Linked DNA regions of Manis javanica: region 2 is linked to region 1. The links are chromatin contacts, called in public Hi-C maps. All regions are on one chromosome and are shown on one strand. The core of a region is the stretch at or near the end of the contact, and the rest is flanking DNA. Distances in the headings are between cores, read along the strand shown.

Evidence for each region. Hi-C and Micro-C count contacts between places; a contact is called where the count stands out from the background.
Region 2: a contact with region 1 is called in a Hi-C map of fibroblasts, with 6 times the contacts expected there. The contact joins the promoter of ATN1 here to the promoter of LOC108384823 in region 1. A contact is called at or near these places in 2 of 2 Hi-C or Micro-C datasets (blood and fibroblasts).

The regions. Positions count from the first base shown.
Region 1 is chr15:25,442,180-25,449,163 of MJ_LKY, reverse strand. It overlaps LOC108384823 (complement C1r subcomponent), which reads right to left and starts at 1,626. Exons shown (of 16, transcript XM_017642018.3): 1 at 1,478-1,626; 2 at 761-989. The coding sequence starts at 1,479.
Region 2 is chr15:25,584,836-25,591,601 of MJ_LKY, reverse strand. It overlaps ATN1 (atrophin 1), which reads left to right and starts at 3,119. Exons shown (of 10, transcript XM_037004555.2): 1 at 3,119-3,865.

The sequences.
Region 1 (6,984 bases), core at 377-2,876:
AAGGTCTAAGAGAGGGAAGTTTGAGATTAATAGGTAATAGGCCAAAAAAAAAAAAGCATGCTATTATACATAGGAAAATAAATGCCAGATGAAACAGCACCATGAATTGTAAATGACTGCCCCCCCCTCCCCAGGAGTCACAGTGGTGGGGGGAGGAGTAGGCTGGAGACGCTGGTTTTCATCATAAGCCTGTAGTACTCTGATTTTTTAAAAAATTATGCACATGTACTATTTTGATACAAATAAAATTTAACCCAAAAGCTAATGTGAAGAATTGTTTTTAGAGTGTCCTTATTCTGATTAAGGCTCTTGTCACAAGTTTTTCGAAAACTTTTCTAAGGTAAACTTGAACTGTCACCTAACATTGTTACTTACGCTGAGCTTCCTGACCTCACAGCGCAGGCACTCGATGAACGCTTGTGGGTGGGCTTTTAACGGCTGAGGTGTGAGTCTTGCCCTTTCACCTTAGGGTCTTGTGGTATGTGTTTGTCCCTTTGTAGGGCTTCAAGTGGCAGGCCTGTCTTCCCGCCCCCTCCTGTGTTCTGTGGGGCCCGGATGGCAGCAGGGGCAGGGACAGGGTGGTGGGTGGAAGGCTGTGTGCTGGAGTAGCCCTCGCCTCCCAGGTAGGCCGCCCCCTTCCCCCGACAAGGGCTCTTCATCCATCCTCTGTGATCAGAGCACAGCCACCTCCCCCTGCACCTGTGCTCCGGGCCAGCAGGCCCCCTCCCCGGGTTCCTCCAGGACCTGGACCCCAGCTCACTGTGACTGAGTCCCCCTCACAGTTCTGGGACGGCTCTAGGTCGAAGTCCTGGAAGACCAGCCTCACGGCAAGGCCCTCTGGAGCCCTGATGTCAACGATCATCTCTTGGCCTTTGACATATGGCTCTGGGTATCCAGGAGATGTCAGCTCCTGGGGTAGCAGCTGGGCCAAGAGTGCAGAGCCCTGCATGGGCCAAGCCTGGAGGACTCCCCAGAGGAGCAGCCACCACCTGTAGAAGTGTGAGGGCAAGATGAGGTCCCACAGCTGTGGTGTGGGGCCTGCGGAAATATGAGGTGTAGGGGCAGGTGATGCTAATGGTTTGAGGCCTTAGCAGCTGGCCTCGGCCCTGGAGACTGGGCCCTTCTGGCTGTTCCCTCATTGCCCCTCCTCAGCCCGGGTCCTTTAGCTGCCTGCCTTGAGCCCCGGGACTCTGAGTTTCCCCCAGCACTCCTCTCGTCCAAAGTGGGGCTGTAGCCCACCCTGGGAACTGAGGGGGCAACAGTGCACAAGTGAGGGACTTTTAGACACGTTTGCTAGCTTGGAGCGCTGGGCCTGACCGCAGGGAAGGCTGCTGGGGGCCTCGGGCAAACTCCAGCTCCCCCTCTGCGTGAGCCGGTGGTGCGTGTGTGCTTGTGTGTGTGCCTGTGTGCCCCTGGGCCCCGGTGCCCCTCTCCCCACCCTTTTCCTCTCCTCCAGGTCGCCGCACTGCACACTCACATCTTCCCCGGGCAGCTTGTGGAGTGGGGGCTTCTCCAGAGGTACTTCCCTCACTCGGAGACCAGGTACCTGGAATGGGACAGGGACCGGCGGGAGGGGACACAGGTGGGGCTGCAGAGGGCCCCACGGGGGAGGAGGAAGTTACTGGAAATGAGTTAAGCAACCCTCCACGGTTCCCTTTTTCTAATTCCCTGGTTTGAGCGCCACCTGCTGTCGAGTTCAGGACTAGCTCACCCACCCAATCTAGAGGGGAAACGGCTTCCAAACCTCGCGGGACCTCAGAAGAGATCAAGGGTGGGGGCATTACTTTTTACTTTGTGCTTGTATCGCACGCTAGGAGGGCTCCTTGTGAGTTAGGGCTGTCGCTCTTAATTGGCCATACCTCTCCCTCTCTGCCTTTTCCACTCATTTAATTACCAGACCGTCTCTTGTAGGCGGTGGACCTGAGCGGCTTCTTCCTTCCTGCTCCTCATCAGGCATGGGGGAAGGGGAGTCAGCCACCTAGGTTGTCTTTTGAACCCTGCCCGCAACCGCTGAAGATGCTTGTCCAGCAGAGCTAGGCTGGGGCCCGGCTGGGGTCAGGCCCAGACTCTAGCTTCTTTAGACAGACACCAGGCGCCATGGCTGCGGGCAGAGGCCACCCTCCCTGTTTCTCCAGGAGGGACACTCACCCAGGGCTTGGAAGGGAGCCAGAAAGCTTAGTGGAGGCTGGTGGTCTTGTCCTCAGAGGAGGTACGTGGAAGGTCAGCAGCAGCCTGCTCCCCCAGGACACACTCCTTCTGACCGGGTGGGCTGCCCTAGGGGGTCCTGCTGCCCACAGAACCGGCTCAGAGCAGCCCCACTGCCCGTGGTCTGACCGGGCTGGGGAGGTGGGCAGGGGTGGGGAAGAATCCGCTCCACTGCTGGTCACGGGGCTGCAACCCAGGGGGCTCAGAGGCATACATGGTGGCAGCCTTGTCCAATAGTCCTGTTTTCCCTTCTCTCCCCATTCTACCTACTACCACTGTCGCCAGATGCTGAGAATGGCTCCCCGCACACTCCAGTCCCACTCTTGGTCTGTGCTTTAAAGAGACCCTCTGGGAACCCTGTGGCGCCCTCACGAGCAGTCCATCAGGCCAGCTGGCCGGCTGCATTCAGGCAGGGTCTGTGGTCCCCTGGCTCACCATTAGTGATGGCTAAAACAGCGCCCAGCCCAGACACATGATCGTGAAATGTGTGCCACTGAATCTTCAGTATATGGGTAGGAAGTCTCTTTGCTTCCCGTCTCCCCTCTATGCTAACTCCTGGAAAACCCCTACCCCCCGCAGCCCACTACCACTTCGCTAAGTACTTTTCTACTAACACCCTTTGGCCCCTGACTTTCCCTCCTCCCCTTCTGCAGGACACTTCCTCTACCCAACATAAGGTAACTAAATACAGTTGTAGTCCAGCAATCTAATCACAGAGGGAGAAAAATCTAAAGATACAAAGTAGCTACAGTGGTACACCTCTGTCCTGTTCTGTGATCCTGTAATAGCAATAAGCAGCTCCTTCCAGGCTCTCCCTAGGCCCTCCCGAACGACCAGGCTCCTCCTCAAGCTTTACTTCTCCATTCCTCTCTGTCTAGGAGCATCCTTCCTTCATCCTTAGTCCAAGGCAGCGCTTGGGAGGCAATCCCTCTCCGCCCCATCCCATGGAGTCATCTCCCTGGGCCCATGCCCACTGCTCAGGTCCCTGGTGGCATGTTCTCCTCTAACTCTTCCTTTACTTGCCCCCCTCCTCTCCATTACTTTTCTCCCTTTCTCCTGTGTTATTAATTTCCTCCTCTTCCTTGATGCAAGCTTCAGCTCCAACAGCGTCCTCTCCTCTGAGCATTATGTTGCTCCATCTTCCTGGGGAGGCTCTGGCCTGGCAAGGTAGAGTTGGGCTTGGGAATTTTCATTGTCTCTTGAGTAATAGCACAGTGGAGATGAGGACCCCAAATATCATGGTCAGAGCATGTGATCACGCCTGGGGAAGGGGTGCTACAGGCAACCCACAAATGCCAAATGCTCTCAAGTGAATTGAACTCAGCGTTTTACAGCCTCACCCTCTTTCCTTTTTTTTTTTTTAGCTTTTCCCACAAGGCTGATTCCTCTTTTTCCTGGTAGATCACAGGGCAGGAATTCCTCCAGTTAATTCAAATAATCACAGACTCTTAAACTCTTTGCAAAATGAATCAAACAGAGTAATGGGATTTTACCTTTATGTTTGAAAAGGGGAGAGGAGAGTCCCAAAGGTATTCTCTGGGTCTAACAAACAATCTCACAAGTACTTACGTCTTTTGGAAATTGAAGAGGTTAGTTTAAATATTGTTTTCAGAGTAAAGTTACCAAAAGCCAACCAGAGCTGTAGACTTTGAAGGTTCATAGATTACATTGCACTTACCATACAGCCGTCATCTCTGAAGCCTGAATGTCTAAAAAGATTGCTTTGTACAAATTACACTTCCAAAGATGATATGAATGTAACAAGAACAGGATTATCTATTTTCACACCAGTGAGACGGAATGTTCCTGATTCACCACTTTGTCAGGTCTGCTCTCTGAAGAACAACCATGTCTGATTTTCTGCAACTCTAGGATAAGAGGGAACATGCTTTCTCCTCATTTTGCTGAGATCTGTTTCGTTAGCTTCTGTGGGGCTTGCTTTTTAAAGCCAAGCACCAGAATTTCATTATGGAGTATTTAGAGGGAAAGAAAGGCAGGCCTGAGAAGCTTAAAAGGTACAAAAGAAAAGAGAAAGTTAACCAGTGGAATATGGGACATCTTACATTTTTCATCTGTAATTGGGGAGACAGGTCTTTTCACTCCAGGGCAAGTGAGAGGGCTTGGCCCAACCTGGGCAACAGGGCTGTGGCTGGGGAAGGCTCCAGGACAGGAGGAGCAGAAAGTTACTGGAAATAGAGTAATTGTCAGTATGACCGTTAAAAAATCTGTAGTGTAGACACCACTTGCTGTCTGGCTCAGGGAGAACTGAAATCTTGGAGGTGGTCTTTATCTCAATTGACGCTTTATATCTCTGAGGCCAGGAAGATGTCTTACCTACCGACACCCAGACTTAACTTGAAGGAGAAGCTGAAGGAAAGTTCTGTGGGGGACATGCCAGCTGTCTATTTGCTTTAACTTCTCTATTTCAAATATTATTCTAATTTCTTTAGGCTCCTGGTTCTCCACCAATCATTCCCAGCCCCTGATAGTCTGTTATCACTGCCATTCCTTTCTGGGCCCTGAGCTCTGGTAGAAGGAGCCGTGGCCATGTGGAGGCACCGGGACCGACCTCTTCGAAATGAGGGGCGGAGAGAGGGAGGTTGGTGAAGGCAAGTAGAATTCGCCTCCGTGGACGACTCCTCAGGTCCTGGTCTGCACTGTCCTGCCCGCCCTGAGTTGGACACCTGGAGCTGGAGATACAGCTGATGCCAGAGGCCCTACCTTCTCACTGGATGTCTGAGCATGTAAGGTGGCTGAGTGCAGCCTGCTTGGCTCAGCAGTCCAGCCTGGGCCACTTCTTGCCAATTGTGGCAGAAGAAGGAGGTATGGGGCCCCGGGAGAGGAAGCCTACTGACACTTGCTGGTGAAAAGCCAGGACCTGCTGGAACTGCCCCAGGGGTCTGCCCAGGAGGAAGAGTGGCCGAGCCAGCCCCTGGATTACAGGGCTCTGGGGCCCAGTATTGTGTCGTCTCTCTGACCATGGATCTACTCTTTCATCACACACTATCAGCCCTAACAGTACTGGTGACTTTTGCATTTATTTTCACTTACCCTGATTTACTTTATTTGAAGAAATAAATCTCCAGGTAGATGCACTTCTGTCTCCCCTCATTGTTGGTCTCTCTGTGTGACTCTGGGAGGTCTAGCAAGACTGTTAGGTCCTTACCCTGGGGTCCTTGGGGCCCTTGCATGGGGGTTGTGAGGTCAAGATTATTTTCATAACAACACTAAACTGTTATTTGCTTTTCTCTCTTTCTCTTAAGAGTGTACCATGGAGTTACCAGAGGCCACATGAGGTGTGACATCCCCTGACAACCAACTTCCGTGCTGTGTGGCCTGTGTTTTAAAATATTCTCAGCTTTAATTTCCAATACAGTGAATATGAACAGATATAACCTATATAAACAGAAGCTCTTTGGGGTTCTCAATTTTTGAGAAGTTCTCAACGTTTGAGACCAGCTGCCTCTGGGTAACCCCTAAAAATAAAATAAAACAAATTAAACAAAGAAAGGCAAAGAGTTACAGCTAAAAGGCCAACGTATAAAGTAAATTAAAATGGAATTCTGAGCTGGTTTAATTTGGGACTTCTTTCTAATAGGGTGACCTGTTAGAAATTGTCTGGCTTGTCTGGGTCCAAGAGGTTTCCCGGGACACAAGACTTTCAAAACTAAAACTGGTTATTTCCAGCCCTTCAATCATCTGTTTTGTCCCCCTTGCCCATGGGAACCCCTCGAGAGCACGAGCTGTGTCTGCTCTGTGTGTAGGCCCCCAGACAGGTAAGAGGAAAAGGAGAAGCAAGCTGCAACCTGTAGGTTCAGTACGTTTGCAAAATAGAAAATGTCCACAAAGACAATCTAAAACAACTGTGACTGGATTAGAATACAGGGTTGTGGATGGCTGAGAACACACTTCTCTGTCTAGTGAAATGTCGGTAGTGCTATTAAATCACTTTAATAATGATCATTTTAAATACATTTACTTTATAATTATAATTATGACCAGACGGCTCTTTCTAAGCCAGATAAGATTACAAGGATGAGGCCAGGGGTCCCGAAGATGATGCTAGACCCTGGGTCTGGGGGCAGCTTTAATCCACGTGATTAAGGAGGAACCTTTGCCCTTGGATATAAGCTTAGCTCAGGCGCAGGTCCTTTCAACCTCAGGGAGCTTATGTCTAAAGACAAATGGACATCCCACTGTCCCAACTCTCCTCTGCATCTCCAGTTCTCTCACCTTCTGAGCCTGCTTCTGGGCCCACTGAGGGTTGCTACTTATTAACTGAGAAGGGGCAAAGGACAGATCAGGGAGAGGGGACAGTCTTTGAAGTTATCGTGGGGGATGGAGTACATGGCGTGAGTGCAGGACGTGCAGAAAGTTTGGATTTTACTGTTGAATTTAATGTCGCTGCTGCCACCTGCTGTCCTGATGGGGAAGGACCTTTGTGGGGACTGGGCTGGGCTCACTTGACCCCAGCATTTAGAGAAGAGTTTGTGCTCTCGGAATCCAAACAGTCATGCGAGATTGAGGGGGTCTGCCTCTACTTCTGTGATAGCCAGGGTTTCCTGTCTTAGACATCTTGCCCTGGGTCAGGACGCACGGGGCTTCTATGTCTCCCATAGGTGAGGAGAGAGATTCAGGAGAGAAGTGGACAGCAGAGGGCGCTGAGGAGCCGAGTGAGCTGGGCTGGGATCCTGGGCTTCTGTCCTTCAAGTGGAGATGCCCACCAACCAGGGATTTAGGATAAGAATGACTCTAAGGAGAGTTGGATCTGTCCTGCAC
Region 2 (6,766 bases), core at 1,870-4,369, 140 kb before region 1:
TCTTAACCTGGGGTCCAAGAATTCCTAAAAGTCTCAAAAATTTTGTGTGCATATGCATTTTGGGGGCAAGGAGTCCAAGTGTTTTCCAATGATTCCCAAAGGGCTTTGACCAAAGGAGGGATAAAGCTGTGGACTCGAGTAGCTCCCATAGAGGGCCTCTTCCAAACAAAATCTTGGCTGCTTCTGGGCTGGAACAGCCTTGCATCATCCCTGGAGGATGGGGGACTGGGGAGGGCAAATGGTACCAACCAGTAGATACAAAGGTGGCCTGAGGAAACTGAGTCTTCCAGTAAACTGGAGATTCACGACCTGAAGTGCTCAGCAGGCACCTTGACTGGGTCAGCCTGTGAGGGGCTGAGACCCCAGTAAGCCTTCAGCTCCAGTGGAGCCCCTTGCTGAGGGGTGGGGGGAGAAATCCTTACAGTGCTCCAGAAGTGGGCAGTGCCGTGGTTGGTAGGAGCTGCACGTGGGGAGCGGTACCACTAGGGGGAGGCACAGTTCCGCAGGCCACCACACTGGGCTAGCGATGAGTGGGGATGGGCGGAATCTCAAGGTTGTTTCCTCAGTGGGCCTCCCACTCTGCTTCTCATGTTCTGGTCCTGGGCTTCTGCGCCAACCTGCCCAGCACCAAGACTAGAGGGATTCCAGTTCTGTGTGGGCGGGACCCACTGCTCTTCCCCTTCCTGTGTCACTGACACCTCAGCCATTTTCAATTCAAAGAGCTCCGGTCCCCTCTCCTCTGTGCTTCAGTGATCTTTCTCTGTATGTCTCCCCTCCTCTGTATGTCTCCTGGTGCCCCTTGCTGTTTCCCTTGGGGGCTCACTGTCCTTTTCTCTGTGCTCTTGTTTTTCCCCCTGGGGTCCATTATATCTATCTGGTAACTTACGTACTGATCAGGACGATTCTGGTTGGAGCCACAATTCCTGACCTTTGCCCTTTATTCCCTCCTTACCATCTAGGTCGCCACTCCCGCAGCTCTGTCCACCACCTCTCAGGTACTGGGCTGGACTGGGTTACAGCTAGCTCAGCCTGGGCCTCCTAGGCCCCTCTCCACTTTCCCTTTGTGCCGTTGCCTGGAGACCAGTAGGTTGTGGGGGGCCGGGACTGACTGGGAGCTGGGGTGAGGGATGATGGGGTGTATGTGTGTGGGAACTATGAGCCTGGCCCTCAGGTAGGGGAGGAATTGGAGGGTTTAGGCCCTGGCTTCTCTTCTGACACTTCCCATACCCTTTTCCTACCTGTGCCTAAATTTTTCTTTTAAGCTCAGATACATCAGTTTATCAAAGTGGTGAAAAAATGGAGAAAAGCTCAGGCTGGAAGGGAGTTGGGAAGGGCCTGGGCCAGGGCCCAGTGGGAGACTGGGCTGAGAAATGCAGAGGAAATGCGGTAGGGAGGGAGGAGGGGAGGAGCCTGGGAACAAAGTGGGGGGAGGGGGCAATCCTAGGGCTTTGAGGACAGGGAGGGAGCACTGGGGGAGGGGGCAGGAGGCTGCAGGGGTGGGGGTCTCTGGAAGACCCTGAGGGATGAAGTAGGTGGGCCTGGGGTAGTAGAGTGAGTGCTAACCAATTCAGGAGAGCAAAAAAGAATGATACATTCTTGGGTGAGAAGCCTCGCTCGGGTTCCCTAGTGCTTTAGAAGCCGTTTAGAGCTTTTGGTTATTCCTAGAACTTGGCTGAGCCCGGCCAAGGAAATAAGGGGCAAAACCTACTGAGTTTGCTACCGAGCCAACCTCCTTCCCAGGAGGCTTGGTGGGATCTTGCCATTCAGGGCCCACCCTTGGCCTCTAGCTGACCAGGCCCCGCACTGACCCGACCCCCACCCCAAATCTAGAGAGTTACTGGGGACTCCCAATCCAGACTCCAGCTCCAGTTCTTCCTGTTTCCCTGCCTGCCTCCCTCCCATTATCTGGCCTTCCCAGTCTCTGCTGCCAAAAATCACCCAGTGTCTTGGTGTCCTTTGTCCTGGGAGATGTTGCTGCTTGGTGTGGGGCCAGGGAGGGAGCCCAGAAGACATTGGTGGTGGGCGGGTAGGGTGCTGCCTTTAGGACTGAACTGACAGTGTCAGAGTCTGGGGAGCGTCTGAGGAAAGGCAGAGCCTGTGGTCTATATGGGGACCATCTCCATATTAGAATGATCGGGGACCCAAGGCATGTAGGGGTGGGGCTCCACTGTGAGGCTGATCCCCACCCAACCCCTTCCCTGTGGCCCCAAGTACCATCTTCAAGTAGATCTGAGAAGGAAAATAGAGATACCACCAGCCAGAAGGGCCTGAGGATGGTGTCCCACGCCTAGTCTTCGCTTCCCCACTTCGGGCTTGCCCTCCCCCATGTCCACCATTTCCTTCTGCTCTCCCTTCTGTATGTCCATCACTGGCCTTCCCTCCACAGTGCCCTCAAAAGCCTTGTTTATCTTGCATTTCTTATGGGCTCCCCCCCCCCCCCAATTCTATCTGCCTTGTTTTACCAACCAAGACTCTCCTGGAAAGGCCCTCCCATTGCCAGCCCCAGGGCCTTCCACCCTCCCATCCCACCCGGCCCCAGCCTCCTCAGGCCCCGCCTTCATTCCTACGGACTCCGCAGCTTTCCCTTCCCTTTCCACACTGACATTTCCGTTCTTACTTCTTTCCAGCTTTTCTTCATCACCCCCAAATTCTTGTATTCTGTATTCTTTTCCTAACACCAACCACCCCCACCCCCAAACTATACTCTTCCGGAAACCCATCCTTTCTCCATCGGCTCCATTTCTTACCCTCTTTAGGACCCCAGTTCTCAATTCCATCCCAATTCTCTCATAATTGCCCCCCAACCTCTCCCGCTACAAGTCTGCCACAGACTGTCACCCCAAGCTTTTTCACCTCTCCTTGTCACACTCCCCCAAAGCCCCTGCGCAGCCCCATCTTCCCAGACCACCCCATTACCCCAGTCTCTGCCCACACCCACAGCCCCCACCTCACATCTTCCATAGACCCCCTTTGCCCTAACTTCTCCGGTCTCCCCCATATCTGCCCCTTCAACCGCACCCCCCCTTCTCTACCCCTCTCCGGCGCCGGGCCCGCGGGCTCCCACCTTCGCCGCGGCGACCCCCTCCCGGCCCCGGCCGCCCGGCCCCGCTCGGGGCCAACTCGCACGGCGCCTCCCCCTCTCCGGGTCCCCCGAGCTCCCCCCTCGCCGCGCGCCTCGCGCGCCCTCCCTCGCGTCTCCCTCCTGGCCCCTCTCCCCGGCTCCTCCGCGCTCCCTCCTTCTCCCTCTTCCTCCCTTCTCCCATCCCCCTCCCCGAGCTCCCTCCCTTCGCCGTCCGCTTTCCTGTACGAGTCGCCGGACGCGCCGCCCAGCCCGTGCGCAGCCCCGCGTCGGGCCGGGGCCTCGGGCCGGGACCCTTCTGGGGGGGGACCACCGGCCTCGGGGAGGGGACAGGAGGGGGCGAGGGAGCCCACCGCCCGGAAAGGGGCGGGGGCCGCGGGCGGAGGCCGTCTAGGGGCCCGGGGATCGCGCGAGTGCGGGGGTGCGGGGCGGGCGCGGGCGGCGGGTCAGAGACACGCAAAGGGCCGGCCGGGCCGCGGGGGCGGCGGCGCGGCTCGGGCTAGCAGCGCGGCTCGGGCGTTCCGGCGGCCGGGGGAGGCGGCGGGCCCGGGGAGGGGCCGAGCGAGAGTAGGAATCGGGCCTTGCTCCACGGGCCGGCGGACGATCGGGGCCGGGTGGGGGAAACGGGGAATGGAGGCCGCCCTCCGGGGTCGGGGCCGCCGCCGCCGCCGTCGCGGCGGCGACTGAAGCCGGGAAGAGGCGGGGGAGCGGCCGTCGCCGCTCCCCGGAGGCGCCGGAGCCCCTAATCCCGCTCGGAGCCAGCCAGCCGTCCCGAGCTACAACCAGGTAGGATCTGCTACGACCTGGGCCCCGGGCCCGCCCGGGTTCTGGCTCGCGGCTCCCCACCCCCACCCCTTCCAGTTCCTCCTCCCGCCGCTGCCGCCTCCTCCATTTGTTATGTTCCCGATCCGGTCCCCCCACTGCGGGCAGTGCCCGGCCTGAGGCCGGGGGCTCAGAGGGTGGGGCTGGCCCCAGAGGAGGGATGGGGCCGGGGCACCCGGTGGACCGGGAAGGTGGGGGGAGGTGGGATGGTCTCAGGAGGAGGCCTGATGGGGCAAGAGACTAGCCAGGACCCCGGGATCTAAAAAGGAACACCGAGGTGGAGGGTTGGCGGAGGCAAAACGGGGGATGCCCGTGAGGGGGTTTCGGGGAGAAGGCAAAAAGGAATGGGGAGATGGCAGCGAGGTGGGGCACGAGGGCTACAGGAAAAGCCCCAAAGGCCCAGAACCCGGGCTTCAGAGCCGGGGATTGGGAGCGCCGGGCATAGGAGGGAGTGGGAAATGGGGAAGGGGTGTGGTAGGTGGAAAGAGAGGGATTGTGGCTGATGAGGGAGGAGAATGGAACCTGGGAAAAGGGAGGCTGGGAAAGGGCCACGGAGAGGTCTATCTTTGAGAAGAACCTGAGGTGTTCCCGTGTGAAAGTGGGAAGGTGATGCCTTTGTGACTCGGTTTTCCTTCCCCTATGCCAGTCACCTCTGACCCCGTTTTCCCAATCCCAGATATAGTTACTTCTTGGAGAGAGGCACACGGAGGCCCAGTGGTGTGGGGCCTCCTAGAGGGAGGAGGAGGCCCGGACACTGAAGGGAGAGTTAGGGAGAAAGGCTCTCTGGGAGGGTGGAAACAGGAGAGAATTGGGAGATCTTCTAGGCACTCCAGGCAAGTTGTGACCTCCACTCTCAAATCCCCAGAGCACCCACTGCCCCTCTAGCTGCTGTTTAGTGTGTGTGGGGGTCTTCATTACTGTTCTGAGCTCAGATTTCCCTTTGTGCATGGGCTTATTTCTACTGGGGTAGGTACTCTTAAGCTCCCTTCCCTGAGGGTGCCATAGGAGAGAGTAGGGGTTGCTTTGGCAACTGGAAGGGGAGTGGCTGGCAGGTGGACCCCTGGGATGGACTCTTGAGGGGCCACTTCGTTGCCATGGCAATGATCCAGTGGGATGTCCAATAGGTGGGGTTTCAGAATCTTGATTGGACCTCAGCCCTTGGCTGTGTCCTTGGGACTCTTGGCTGGGTTCTGGAGGATGTTTCTGGTGCTGCAGTGGGGATAGGAGGTTCCCCAGAGGATCCCCCTCTTCCATTCAGCAGTCTCTTAGACCAGGTGGACATGTTACTTGCAGGTCATAGATGTTTCTCCAAGTCCCTCCCCCTAGGCATGGGGTGGGAGGGTGGAATAGTTTAAGTTGTACCCTCTTTTGGTATTCTCTCTGGCCTCTACCTTTCTTATTACAATGGATTTTCTGTATAGTCTTTTTGCTTCTTTGCACTGATATTCCATTTTCTTAAACTTGAGTCTCCCTTTCCAAGTTTCCCTTTTCCTCTTTCCCAATCTGTCACCGGGATGATAACTCCTTTCAGCTAACCTTTGACCGTCTATTTCACTGACCTTGTAGGAGTGGCAGGTCTTTCCCCGCCCATCCCAGGTGAGGGTAGCCCGGTGGAGAGGGCTGTGGAACAGCCTGGTGCAGTGGGAGTACTCTGAAATAGGAGACCTGGTCTAGTCCAGCCTGTACCTCTAACTGTAACCTTGGGCAAGTCACTTCTTTCTTTGAGCCTTGGCTTCATTGTAAGATTAAGGGGTGATAGATGAGATGATTTCTGAGGCCCCTCTGACATTGCTGGATTCTTAAGAAGGCTTAGGCCAGTGCATTGTTATCTGCTGGTCTAGGCTGTATGGTTATCTAGGAGTCACTTTGGACTGGTTTGTTAGTCTGGCAGGTCTGGAATGATGATGGGGGCTGGGCCAGTGATCCTAAAATTCACTCTGCAATTCTTTCCCAGAAAGCTTCCCACCTCGATTGTGTCAGATACTCTCTTTGACATCCTTTTCATATTTCTCCCTTAATTTCTTTACCAGACTCTTCTCCTGTTTCTCACTTTTCCACCTTCCCAGTTTGTCTTTACCATTTCCCTTTTGCAGTAAGGCAGTGAAGGGGAATGTGCTTAGTGTATTGCCAGATGCACAGTAGGTGCTCTGTAAATACTAGTTACAGTGACAGGCCACTAGGGCAAGATGGAGTGTAGCTTAGCTTGTTGGTGCTAAACATGCCGCCGGTTCAGAGACATACAACCCACCCTGAACTCCCCCTGCCACTCCTTATCCCCAGGATTACCTGTCCTTTTATGACTGCTTTTCTCCTCCTTTTATCAGATTTCAACTGATTAAGAAATTTGAGGTAGGGGGAGGGTCACACTATGATTGTTCAGTCCTTCAGGTACATTCCTGCATTTCTCTGACCTTTGGGATCCCCTAGCTCTACCTGACTTGGTGAACAGGTTCTGGGGTGGGGAGGAGACTGGCATCCTTCCCCTAGAGGAGCTGGCAGAGACACACCCATCACCAACAGTCACCTTTGCTGTGCTTTTGTTAAGTTTGTCTTCCCCCTTTGTTATGCTGGGTGTTGTTCTTTGGATTTTTTCTTGTTGACGATATTTTAAAACCAGTCTACAGAACAACTAAAAAATGTGATAGTAGTTATAGTTGAAGAAAAATGGTTGACTGAGCAAAGCATCAGTTGTAAGTTCAGAAAACCTGGGGCTCCATCCTAGCTATTTTGTGACTATGTGTACATTCTTACTAAGTTTCTAGGAGGGGTTAGACTGCCCTCTCCCTGCCTTCCTCACTAGGGTTCAGTGGAGGTGAATGAGAAGTAATTGCTCTTGTATTCCTTGGGAAAAATATGCTATAGAAT